Linked DNA regions of Mus musculus: region 1 is linked to region 2. The links are chromatin contacts, called in public HiChIP or PLAC-seq maps. All regions are on one chromosome and are shown on one strand. Each heading gives the region's core, a stretch centred on a gene start, on an enhancer-like site or on the middle of the called end of the contact. The rest is flanking DNA. Distances are from core to core; before and after follow the strand shown. Region 1 overlaps Pbld2 (phenazine biosynthesis-like protein domain containing 2). Region 2 holds the start of Rufy2 (RUN and FYVE domain-containing 2).

Region 1 (5,521 bases), core at 1,896-4,395, 69 kb after region 2:
TGTTGGAATAAAGGAAGTGGGGCTGAGGATGTGTCTCAGTTGGTAGAGTGTTTGCCCAACATGTACAAAATCCTGAGTTGGGTCTCAGCACCATGTAAACAGAGTACACCCCTTACCTACAATCCCTGCACTCAAGGAACAGAGACAGGATGAAGAATGAGTTTCAGAACCGTGCTTCACGAGGCCTTGATCATCTCCATGGATTTATAGGCACTTAGTGGGAGGGAGACATTTTCTTCAGTGGTATAGGTGTTGAACTGCTTGTGACACTGTAAGCAACCATCATTCATGTTCCTGTATGCAACTCTAGTGCAACTCACGGGATAATCAGAAAGTGCAAAACCAAAAAAACCAAAAAAAAAAAACAAACAAAAAACAATGAGTGGTGGCGCACACCTTTAATCTCAGCACTCGGGAGGCAGAGGCAGGTGGATTTCTGAGTTCGAGGACCAGCCTGGTCTACAAAGTGAGCTCCAGGACAGCCAAGGCTACACAGAGAAACCCTGTCTTGAAAAAAAAAAAAAAAAAAAGAAAAGAAAAGAAAAAAAAAAAAAAGAAAATGCAAAAATCTAAAAAGAAAAAATAACAAACAAGAAAATAAACAAAGAGAGAGAGAGAGAGAGAGAGAGAGAGAGAGAGAGAGAGTGAGTGAGTGTTTTTTTTCGGTGTAACCCTGGCTGTCCTGGAACTCATTCTGTAGACCAGGCTGGCCTCAAACTCAGAAATCCACCTGTCTCTGCCTCCCAAGTGCTGGGATTAAAGGCGTGCGCCACCATTGCCTGGCTGAATCTTTAATTCTTTACCATGTAACTTGAATTTCCTTTTAAGCATTGTCTTAGGGTTTCTATTGCTGTGAAGAGACACCATGGCCACAACACCCTTTATAAGGAAAACATGTAATTGGGGCTGGCTTACAGTTTCAGAGGTTTAGTCCATTATCATCATGGCAGGACATGGCGGCATGCAGGCAGACATGGTGTGGGAGAAGGAACTGAGAGTTCTACATCTAGATCCAAAGGCAGCAGAAGACTGAGTATCACAGTGGGCAGGCTTGAGCATAAGAAATCACAAAGCCCACCCTCACAGTGACACACTTCCTCCAACAAGGCCACACCTCATAATAGTACCACTCACTCCCTATGGGCCTATGGGGACAAATTACATTCAAATTACCACAAATAAATATATAACCCCCCCTCAACACATGTGCACCATTATACCTAGTCTAAGCATTTGACTTTTGATGCCGATAAGCTGCTATGTTAAGTCAGATCTGTGTTCCAGATTCTCAATAACTTTTTTTTTTTTCTATTTAAGACATTGGATGAAGATGCTCATCAGGACATTGCAAGGGAAATGAACCTCTCTGAAACCGCTTTTGTCCGCAAACTGCAACCAACTGATGACTTCACACAAAGTAAATTATACATTTAAGGTTTTTGTCTTACATTTATTTGTGTGTGTGTATGCATTTGTGTGTGTGTATGCCTGTGCACATGCCACAGTGTGTGTGTGTGTGTGTGTGTGTGTGTGTGTGTGTGTGTGTGTGTGTGTGAAGTTGGAGGACAGCTTGTAAGAGTTGGGTCTCTTCTGCCATGTTGGATCCCGGGGACCAAGCTCCTTGGGACCTCTCCCAGGAGGGAGCAGAATGCTTCTCTATCTCGTGCTCACGCCTCTAAGGAAGGTTTTCCCTGTTAGCCACACTAATGATTTAGGGGAGAAGATGCTGAAGTGTTCTAACCTGACTGTGTGGTTTGACCTTGCTTTTCTTTAACCTTTTCTCCTTGTAAGGTTCCCGTTTTGGGCTGAGGTGGTTTACCCCAGAGGCCGAGTTCCCCTTGTGTGGCCACGCCACGCTGGCTTCTGCAGCTGTGCTGTTTCAAAAAAGAAGTAAGGTGGACTTTGCTTATTTGTTTATTTATTGTTGTTTGTTTGTTTGCTTTTTTTATTATATATTTTTTTATTACGTATTTTCCTCAATTACATTTCCAAAGCTATCCCAAAAGTCCCCCATACCCTCCCCCCCACTCCCCTACCCACCAACTCCCACTTTTTGGCCCTGGCGGTCCCCTGTACTGGGGCATATAAAGTTTGCGTGTTTAATGGGCCTCTCTTTCCAGTGATGGCCGACTAGGCCATCTTTTGATACATATGCAGCTAGAGTCAAGAGCTCCGGGGTACTGGCTAGTTCATAATGTTGTTGCACCTACAGGGTTTCAGATCCCTTTAGCTCCTTGGGTACTTTCTCTAGCTCCTCCATTGGGGGCCCTGTGATCCATCCAATAGCTGACTGTGAGCATCTACTTATGTGTTTGCTAGGCCCCGGCTGTTTGTTTGCTTTGTGATAGGGTTTCATTTAGCTGAGGCTGGCATTGAGTTTCCTATGTAGATGATGGTGGCCTTAAAATTCAGGCTCCTTGTATTACAATTATAGCATGTACCACCATGGCTTAGTCCCATGAATTTCTTTTAATAACTTCATTTATTTACATGTGGCAGAGGGATTTGCATGGCCAGAATGGACTTGGCATATAGTGTAATGTCTGGAAAATGAAGATTGTGATTGGCTTCCAGGAACAGCAAAACACAGAACATAACAGACTATGCAGTCAACTCAGGCATGAGGAAGTTTCCTTGTACCATTAGCAACAGCAGAAGTGGCTGGTTAGATAGGCATCTGCTACCTAGCCTTTAGTAGATCTTAAAGTCATACTTTTTTTTTGAGACTGGGTCTCTTATTCCAGGCTGACCTTGAACTCTGCTCTTAGTTCCTTTCCTCGCCCAAGTCTTGGTATTACAGGCTTTCCATAATGCAAACCTTTTATGCAGAGCTGGGGATTGAACCCCAGCTCCATGAATGTTAGGCAAGCATTCTACCAACTGAGCCATATCCTCTGTTTTAAAAAAACAAAACAGCCGGGCGTGGTGGCGCACGCCTTTAATCCCAGCACTCGGGAGGCAGAGGCAGGTGGATTTCTGAGTTCGAGGCCAGCCTGGTCTACAAAGTGAGTTCCAGGACAGCCAGGGCTGTACAGAGAAACCCTGTCTCAAAAAAAAAAAAAAAAAAAAAAACAGGCTCTTCCTACCTAACTCTGTTTGGCCTGGAACTTGGTACTTGGGCCTGGTGGGAGGGACTTAGACTTTCAGTCTTCTGACCTCTGTCTCCTGGTGCTTCGGTTGTAGCTGTGAGCCACCACACCCAGCTCCTCAAACAGCAACTAAAAACAATTGCTTTTGCTGCTGCTGCTGTTGTTGTTGAAGGCTAGACTGATCTAAGGCTCTCCCTGAGGCTCTGATATGTGGAGCCTCTGCTATATAGAACACAGCTCCTTCTCTAAAACCTGGAATATGGTTGGCAGAGCTGGTAATAGCCTGGAGCTGGTAAGGGCCTTGGGGGAGCTGTGGCTTCAGATCCCAAGGACCCAACTCTTCCCACTGTACAGGCTACAGTTGTCAATCCCTAGGTTACTGTGTGCTCTGTCTCTGATGCTCTGGAGAGAACCCATGTTCACCCTATGTCTCTTTAGCTCCCCGATGACTTCACCCCATTGTATGACAGTTTCCGTTGACTTTGTCCTATCCCCTACCTCTTGAACTAGTATATAAGGTTATATACTTTTTAATTAAGCTTGCTTGGCATAGGACATAGCTTATGCAAGACTAATGTTCTATCTTCTTTATCTCTGATGCCCTGGACCTTCCTTCTTAGGAGCCTGCCAATTTTTCCATTTATTTTTATGAGTATAAGTGGTTTTGCCTGCATGTTTATCTGTATATCATGTATGGGCCATGCCTGTAGAGAACAGAAAAGGGCTTTAGAGTCCTGAAACAATTTTTATTATATTTTAATTAATTAATTAATTAATCAATGTTTATGTATGCACAAACAAATACCACAGTGTACATGTAGAGCTCAGAGCATCATTTTCAGGAGTCTGATCTCTCCTTCCATTATGTGGACTGAGGTGCTGAACTCCACATATTTGTCTTGTCAGAAGGTGCCCTTAGCCGCCGAGTCATGTAGCTAAAACTCAAAGAGTAATTTTAAAAGTCAAACATTTTAGGGGCTGGAGAGGTGGCTCAGTGGTTAAGAGCACCGGCTGCTCTTCCAGAGGTCCTGAGTTCAATTCCCAGAAACCATATGGTGGTTCACAAATCCTTTGTAACCCAGGAAATTTATGGCTGCTGGGGGCAATGTGCACATGTGGTGCACAGACATACATGCAGGCAAAACACTCACACATATTTATTTATTTATTTATTTATTTATTTATTTATTTATTTATTTTGGTTTTTCTGTGTAGCCCTGGCTGCCCTGGAACTCACTCTGTAGACCAGGCTGGCCTCGAACTCAGAAATCCGCCTGCCTCTGCCTCCCAAGTGCTGGGATTAAAGGCATGCGCCACCACTGCCCAGCATAATGTTTGTTTGTTTGCTTGTTTTTCTGAAAATAGAAAATAAAATCAAACATTGTAATATAAATTCAAAGAGATACTGAATTGATACTTATATGCTGACAAATGACCACTGAAAAATATGAAACATCTTTGCTCTCGGTAATTAAACTTATGTTTCTGTAAGAGAAACACATGGTATGTGTAGTAGAAATGGTGCAATTTATAATCTGCCATAGTCTCAGATCTAGCCTACGTGTTTCATTGGTGTGAGGAGCAGAGGCATGCGGGATGAAAGTGTGCTTGTCACAAGTTGGCCGTGATGCCATGCCACAACATAAGTGAGCACAGCCAGAAATGCTTTTTATTCACTACACATACGATTTTGAATTAAGTTTTGATTGCTGGGTGTTCAGAGGCCCTGTATTATTGACACATTGTTTGCAACATCTCCATTCAGTTACGAGAGAGGTTGTGACTCACCATTGAGGAAGGTAGATGCTAGACATGGACCTAGAGGTGAAGAATAAGACAAAGCTGGTGCAAGGAGCTAGAGGTGGAGGTAGGGCTATGGCGGGAGGAGACCCAGTAGTGTCTTCTACAGACTCAACTGTCCTTAGGTTCTTGAGGGAGTCTGTGCCTGGCAGGAGATGCAGTTGTGAGTTAGCCAAGCCCTCTCAACCATGTTATCTGGTATATTAATTTCCTCTCTGTTGCTGCAATAAAATATCTGACAGAAGCAAGTTTTGGCTCATGGTACAGGGGATACGGACCATCACAGTGGCCATGGTGGCATGGACCATGATTTTAAGAGCTTGCACTAGTAACACGGAACTTAGAGAGGAAGCAACAACCTTGGCTCAGATGCTGGCCACGTTATAACCCTCCGAGGCCCGTGGCCCTTTGTAAGGATGTCATGTTAGAACCGTAGCCACTGCTCAGACCACAGTACGGGCAGAAGTCCTTTTCCTCCCAAGACACTGACAGGCACCTTACTGAGTCATTGTGAGTCCTTAAGTAGCAGACTTCCTGTCTCCTTCCTGGGAAGGCTTTTACTATAAAACCACCCCCAAACTCTAAAAGGTAACAATTCTTTAGAATCAACTCCTAATTCCTGAACAATCTGT
Region 2 (5,777 bases), core at 1,113-3,612:
GGTGGGATTTGAGGTGCTTTGCTTAAGCTCCGCCCACTGTGGAAGAGTCTCCTGGCTGCTTTGGATCAAAAAGTAGACTTCTTGGCTCCTTCTCCAATAACACATCTGCTCGCATGTTGCCATGCTTCTTGTGATCCTGGACTGAGCCTCTGAAACCAAGCCAGCACCAACTGAATGCTTGCCTGTAGAAAAGCTGGCTTGGTCCTGGTGTCTCTTCGCAGCGATGAAACCCTAAGTGAAACACAAGAGCCCAGCAAAGCATGATCTTTATTTGAATTAGGCAGCAAAATCTGGCCGGCCAGAGACTATAGCACAGACTCGGGAGACTGTGCCTTTGAACGTTCATCTTAGCAGATGACAAGTTTTTATAGTGCTCAGGCCACTACTGATTGCTCACAGACACAGAACAGACTTCGGAGTTCACTATGATCCAGAAGAGAAATTGTACAGCATCTTTAAGGATGGAACCCCAAAGCATGGGCCGGGCCATAGCATTGTCCAGCATATTTTAACACAAGGGGGTTGAGCAAGGACTTAAAACATTGGTGACTGGGCCTTATCAGGGTCACCTGGTTTCAAGGTCCTTGATTCAGATTTGCAGTCAGGTCTCCCCCTGGACTCTGGTCTGGAATTCAGAATGATAAGGGAACAAAGGAGTGGGCAAGCTGCATGCAGTCAGGTAGTTCACCCCCAGCAATGCTTGCATGCCTTGTTTTAGATAAGGCAACCCCCCCTTTACTGGATAACAGACAAACATGAAACCCCTGAAGAAGCAGAATAAGTGTTGGGTCTGGGGCCTGGGACCATGAACTCAGTTTTGACTCTGCCAGCAGAATGGACGTTGGTCCCGAGACAGCTGGATTCAGGCAACTATCTCTTAACATTCTAAACCAGAGTGTTGAGTTAACATTGTGACTTGCATCTGTCTACCCACTTTTGGTGGTTTAAGTTTTTGAGATGGGTTTATTAGCTCCGGAATCAAGATCTGCTTGCTTTTGCCTGAAGGGTGGATCCCGGGGTTATAGGTATATGACAGGCAGCACACCCAGGTGCCTGTTGCAAGTTTTATCTATGGCAAGTTGAAAGGCAGGAGGAAGCATTCATGTGTGTGTGTGTGCCTGTGCATTTTTTAAAAGACAGCCCTGTATAACCCAGGCTGGCCTTGAAATCTCGAATGTCTGGGAGAATGATCTTGAACTGTGTTGTACAGGACTGAGTCAAAACTACCACTGTTTTCAGCAAACTGGCCTACATCTGCTTGCAAAAGATCACAGCTGGGCAAGTTGACTTGAATTCCCTCATAGGAGGGCAGGGAGGGAGGGTCATGGGACCTTCACAGGAACAACCAGTCTTTCTCTTGCAAGCTGTTGTATGCAATTCTACCCTAACTGCAAATGGCCTTAGGGAGGAACTAACATATAGGAAGGGAGGGGCTAGTGGAGGGGTGACTATCTGCAGCCAGGAAGGAGTCATCATTCCTAGAGGGATTTCGAAGTCCTCCCCAGTATCCCCCATAACTCACTGCTTCTTCAGCGGGAACGGTGTTAATCATTTTTGGTGTGTCCTCAGAATTTTGGAAGCATTTGGTAGACGTTGTTTACACCTCACTAAGGAAAGGATTTTTTTTTTTTTTTTAAGCAACAAACACTCTAGGTCTTTCCTCCAACTCCTAAGAGTTGGTATTTTCTAGGTCCACCATACCCGCTTACAAAGTATCACATTTTGTTACATGGAACTGGGGTCTTGTGTCTTTCCTCCAACTCCTAAGAGTTGGTATTTTCTAGGTCCACCATACCCACTTACAAAGTATCACATTTTGTTACATGCAACAGGGGTTTTGTAGCTATCCTTAGACGACCTGGCACTTGTTAGGTAGCTCAGAGTAACCTCAAGGTCCTAGCAGTCCTCCTGCGTCCACTCCTGTTGAGTGCTGGGGTTAGCAGCTGGATTTAGTGTCTTCCTTTGAGACTAGGCGAGCTTCAAATCCATTATGTAAGTGAGCCTGGTCTTCAACTACGGATCCATCTAACTCCCATCTCTCAAATGCTGGCATTACAAGCCGCCGGCTCTGCTAATTGTGTGAGGTTTTCTAAAATCTGTCGGCTAGCTCCGAGTCGGCCGGTGTGTTCCTTAAACCCATCCAGCCTGCAAGGATGAAACCTTGACAGGTAGCTTGAGGCCCGCATCTACATCCTCCCTTGGCGCTGTGCCCCAGGTCCCCGTCACGCCTCTTTCTCTGACGCTGTCAGGGTTGGTCAAATGGGGGTTGGGGTGGGGGTGGGGGTGATCGGCGGGGACCAGCTTCACGCGGCCGTGGCGTCCTCCCGCCGCCAGGGGCGCTGTGGCAGCGCCGAGCCGGGCCAGACGCGGTGGCCGCCGCGCGCCTGCGGGGAGCTGCTGACCCGCTCCGCGAGCCCGTGTCCCGCACGCACCGCCGCCATGGGTAAGGGCAGCAGCCGGGGTCACCATCCTTCGCTTGGGTCACGCAGTCACCCGGGAACCGGGGGCTCCCGGGGTCTCCATGGCAACGTCCGCCCGCCCGCATCCCTGCGCCCCGCCCGCCCTGGGGCCTGGCGGCTGGGGTCGGCGGACGGGCGGGGACCAGGGCGTCCAGGGACAGGGATGGCTTCCCAGTCACGCGGATGCAGGGCGGAAGGCTGGGGAGGGGAGCGGTGTAGTGCCAGGAGCGCGCTCCGCGGGGCCCCCTTGCAGGCTGGGGGCGCAGAGGGAGCGGGGCCGCCTCTAGGGACTGCCGAGGAGCCCCACCTGCGGTCGCTGCTGCACAGCCGCTGTCCTAGGCTCCTCCGGTGCAGGTTACAGGTTGTGATGAACACTCTTAAAAAGAGAATTCTGCCGATTATTAAACGTCAGGTGGTTTCACTTCGGGAGCGGGGGTGGACGGAGGGAATCACACCTCGACGGAGAGTGGAGGAAAAGATGTGGCCATATCCTTCATCACCCAGCCGGGCTGTTTCAGATTGCGGAGGAAGTCAGCCTAAGAGAGCTGGGATGCAAACCATAGCCAAGTGCCAGAGCAAGGGGACTCTTGTTTTGTTATTCGAAACGGGTTCTCACTGCATAGTCCTGGCTGTCCAGGAGCTAGCTATGTAGACCAGGCTGGACTCGAACTCAGAGATTCCCTCCTGCCTCTGCCTCCCAAATTCTGGAATTAAAGTGTGTCGCACCACGCCCAGCTGTTTTGTTTTGTTTTGAGTGGGCCACTAAATTGTGAACGCACTGACCACCTGGGTTTGTCATTTACTTGAAGGTTGTTTTTGAGACAGGTCTCTCTATATAGCATTGGCTGCCTCAGAACACTCTGTTTAGACCAGGCTGGACCCAAGAATCACAGACGCTGGGACTACAGAAACAGCTACATGGCAGAGTTCTCTGGAGATTAATAAATGTTAGGTTTGGTTTTCACATCTCTTTTGCTATCTTCGCAGAAAAATATTTGTGCCACTCGGCAGTGTTTAGAGTGTTGGGGGAACAGCTGGTTTAAAAAAAATTATTTTTATTTTTAATGAGTGTGTACCTGAGTGTAGGGGCCTCCAGAGGCGTCGGGTCTCCCTGGAGTTGGAGTTAAGCGCTTACCACAGGTATGGGGAATTAACCTCTTTCCAGCCCGTACTAGAATTTTTTTCTTTCCTTTTTTTTTTTTTTTTTCTTTTCTTTTGACCTGGGAGTTGTGTTTTTTTCGAGACAGGGTCTTACTGTGTAACCCTGGCCGGCCTGGAACCAATCTCCTAGTTGCTTAGGTCAAAGGCACAGAAGACTACCTTGGGTTTGTCAAAATATTTTGATTTTTTTTTTTTTTTTCTGTTGTTGTTGTTTTCCCTGTGATGTTTGTTCTGGGAGATTCTGGAATCTGATAACTTTACCTTTTATTTTGTTGCTAGTGTATTTTGATTTTTTTTTTTTTTGAGACAGTTTTAATATGTGGGCCTGGCTGTCCTCACTCTGTAGACTAGACTAGCCTCTAACTCAAGTGCTAGGATTAAAGATGCAAGCCACCACTGCCTGATTTTGAAATAAAGGTGTGTATGTGTGTGTGTGTGTGTTGACCTCAGAGGTCAAAAGAGGGCATTTGGCCACCTGGTGCTAGAGTTACAAGTAGGTGTGAACCATCTTAGTGGATGCTGGGAACCAAATTTTGGCTTTTTGGAAGAACAGCAAATGCTCTTAATGACTGAGCCATTTCTTTAGCCTCTTATTCTTGCTTGGAAATCATTAGACCTAGACCATGCCTGCTACCCACCATTTGCAAAATCCTCAAACATGTGGCTTGTACTTGCAAGCTTATCTTTACTGAAAGCCATTTTACCTTAAGATGTGTGTAGTAGGTAGGCACAGTGGGCCGTGGCTAGTGATTGTGTGCGTGCGTGTGTGTGCTCGAGCACGCAGTAGGTAGACACAAATGTGCTGTGCCTGATAAATGACGGTCAGAGACATTCTCTCCGGCTTGTGGGTTCTGGATGGAGCTCAAGTGGTCCGTCCCGCACATCCTCTCTAAGCAATCTCACCAGCCAGAAAATAAAGCTTATTATTCTCTGTGTGGAGTCTTGAGGATAGTTCATAAGCATGGCCACAGTGGGCGTGGATGGTGCTTTGCTGTGGCTTGTGAGAGAGAAGAAAGAGGCCGTGTTGTGGCAACCTGGCCTGAGGAGCTATCCGGCTGCCAAGCACGGGAGAGCAGACTTCCACGGGGAAGGACAGATCTGTGGATTCGCCACTGTTGTCTTGTCCTGGGGATGATGTTGGGCTTTCTTGCATTTTTTCAGCTACAAAGGACCCCACAGCCGTGGAGAGAGCCAACCTGTTAAACATGGCTAAACTGAGTATCAAAGGGCTCATCGAGTCTGCCCTGAGCTTCGGCCGCACGCTGGACTCTGACTACCCTCCTCTGCAGCAGTTCTTCGTGGTCATGGAACATTGTCTGAAACACGGCCTGAAAGGTATGACGAGACCCCCAAATCAGTCGGCCTTCCGCTCCCTTGCTTCTCACCCTTGATGTCCTTGGAGAAATAGTTTTTTTTTTTTTAAAGATTTATTTATTTATTATATGTAAGTACACTGTAGTTGAATTCAGATACACCAGAAGAGGGCATCAGATCTCATTACGGGTGGTTGTGAGCCACCATGTGGTTGCTGGGATTTGAACTTCGGACCTTCAGAAGAGCAGTCAGGTGCCCTTACCCACTGAGCCATCTCACCAGCCCCGGAGAAATAGTTTTAAGGCCATAGTTGCCGTCATTATTTTTGCATTTTATTTTGTTTTATTTATTTATTTTTTTAAGATTTATTTACTTATGAGTACACTGTCTCTGTCTTCAGACACACCAGAAGAGGGCATCAAATCCCATTACAGATGGCTGTGAGCCACCATGTGGGTGCTGGGAATTGAACTCAGGACCTCTGGAAGAGCAGTCAGTGCTCTTAACCGCTGAGCCAACTGAGACAGCCCTATTTTGCATTTTAAATCTGAATGTTGGGCCAATGGAATGGCTTGCCACGCGAGCTGGAAGACTCCACTTTGATCTTTGGAGTCTAGGTTAAGGTGTGTTGATTTCAGGAGAATGTATTAATTACTGTTGTGATTCCTAGTACATGATCTTCAGAAAAATTTTTTTGTTTGTTTGTTTGTTTGTTTGTTTTTGGTTTTTCGAGACAGGGTTTCTCTGTAGAGCCCTGACTGTCCTGGAACTCACTCTGTAGACCAGGCTGGCCGTGAACTCAGAAATCCGCCTGCCTCTGCCTCCCGAGTGCTGGGATTAAAG

What was found. HiChIP or PLAC-seq counts read pairs in DNA pulled down with a chosen protein or histone mark.
Region 1: a contact with region 2 is called in an H3K27ac HiChIP or PLAC-seq map of embryonic stem cells, with 18 read pairs. The contact joins the enhancer-like site here to the promoter of Rufy2 in region 2. A contact is called at or near these places in 7 of 39 promoter capture datasets (cranial neural crest, embryonic stem cells, hippocampal neurons and 3 more), 2 of 484 Hi-C or Micro-C datasets (the HPC-7 cell line and liver), 2 of 115 datasets of contacts at active chromatin or transcription factors (both in embryonic stem cells) and 1 of 9 other capture datasets (adipose tissue).

What each region holds. Positions count from the first base shown.
Region 1 is chr10:63,046,151-63,051,671 of GRCm38.p6, forward strand. It overlaps Pbld2 (phenazine biosynthesis-like protein domain containing 2), which reads left to right. Exons shown (of 10, transcript NM_026085.2): 3 at 1,318-1,417; 4 at 1,792-1,890. Among named protein-coding and RNA genes, the nearest start is that of Gm16143, 8.6 kb to the right of the region's middle. Within about 2 kb of position 3,146, at least 14 of the 459 cell types and tissues checked have an H3K27ac peak or open chromatin away from gene starts, as enhancers often do. A contact at or near this core is called in embryonic stem cells and liver, where this site is marked.
Region 2 is chr10:62,977,890-62,983,666 of GRCm38.p6, forward strand. It overlaps Rufy2 (RUN and FYVE domain-containing 2), which reads left to right and starts at 2,363. Exons shown (of 18, transcript NM_027425.4): 1 at 2,363-2,443; 2 at 4,782-4,955. The coding sequence starts at 2,440.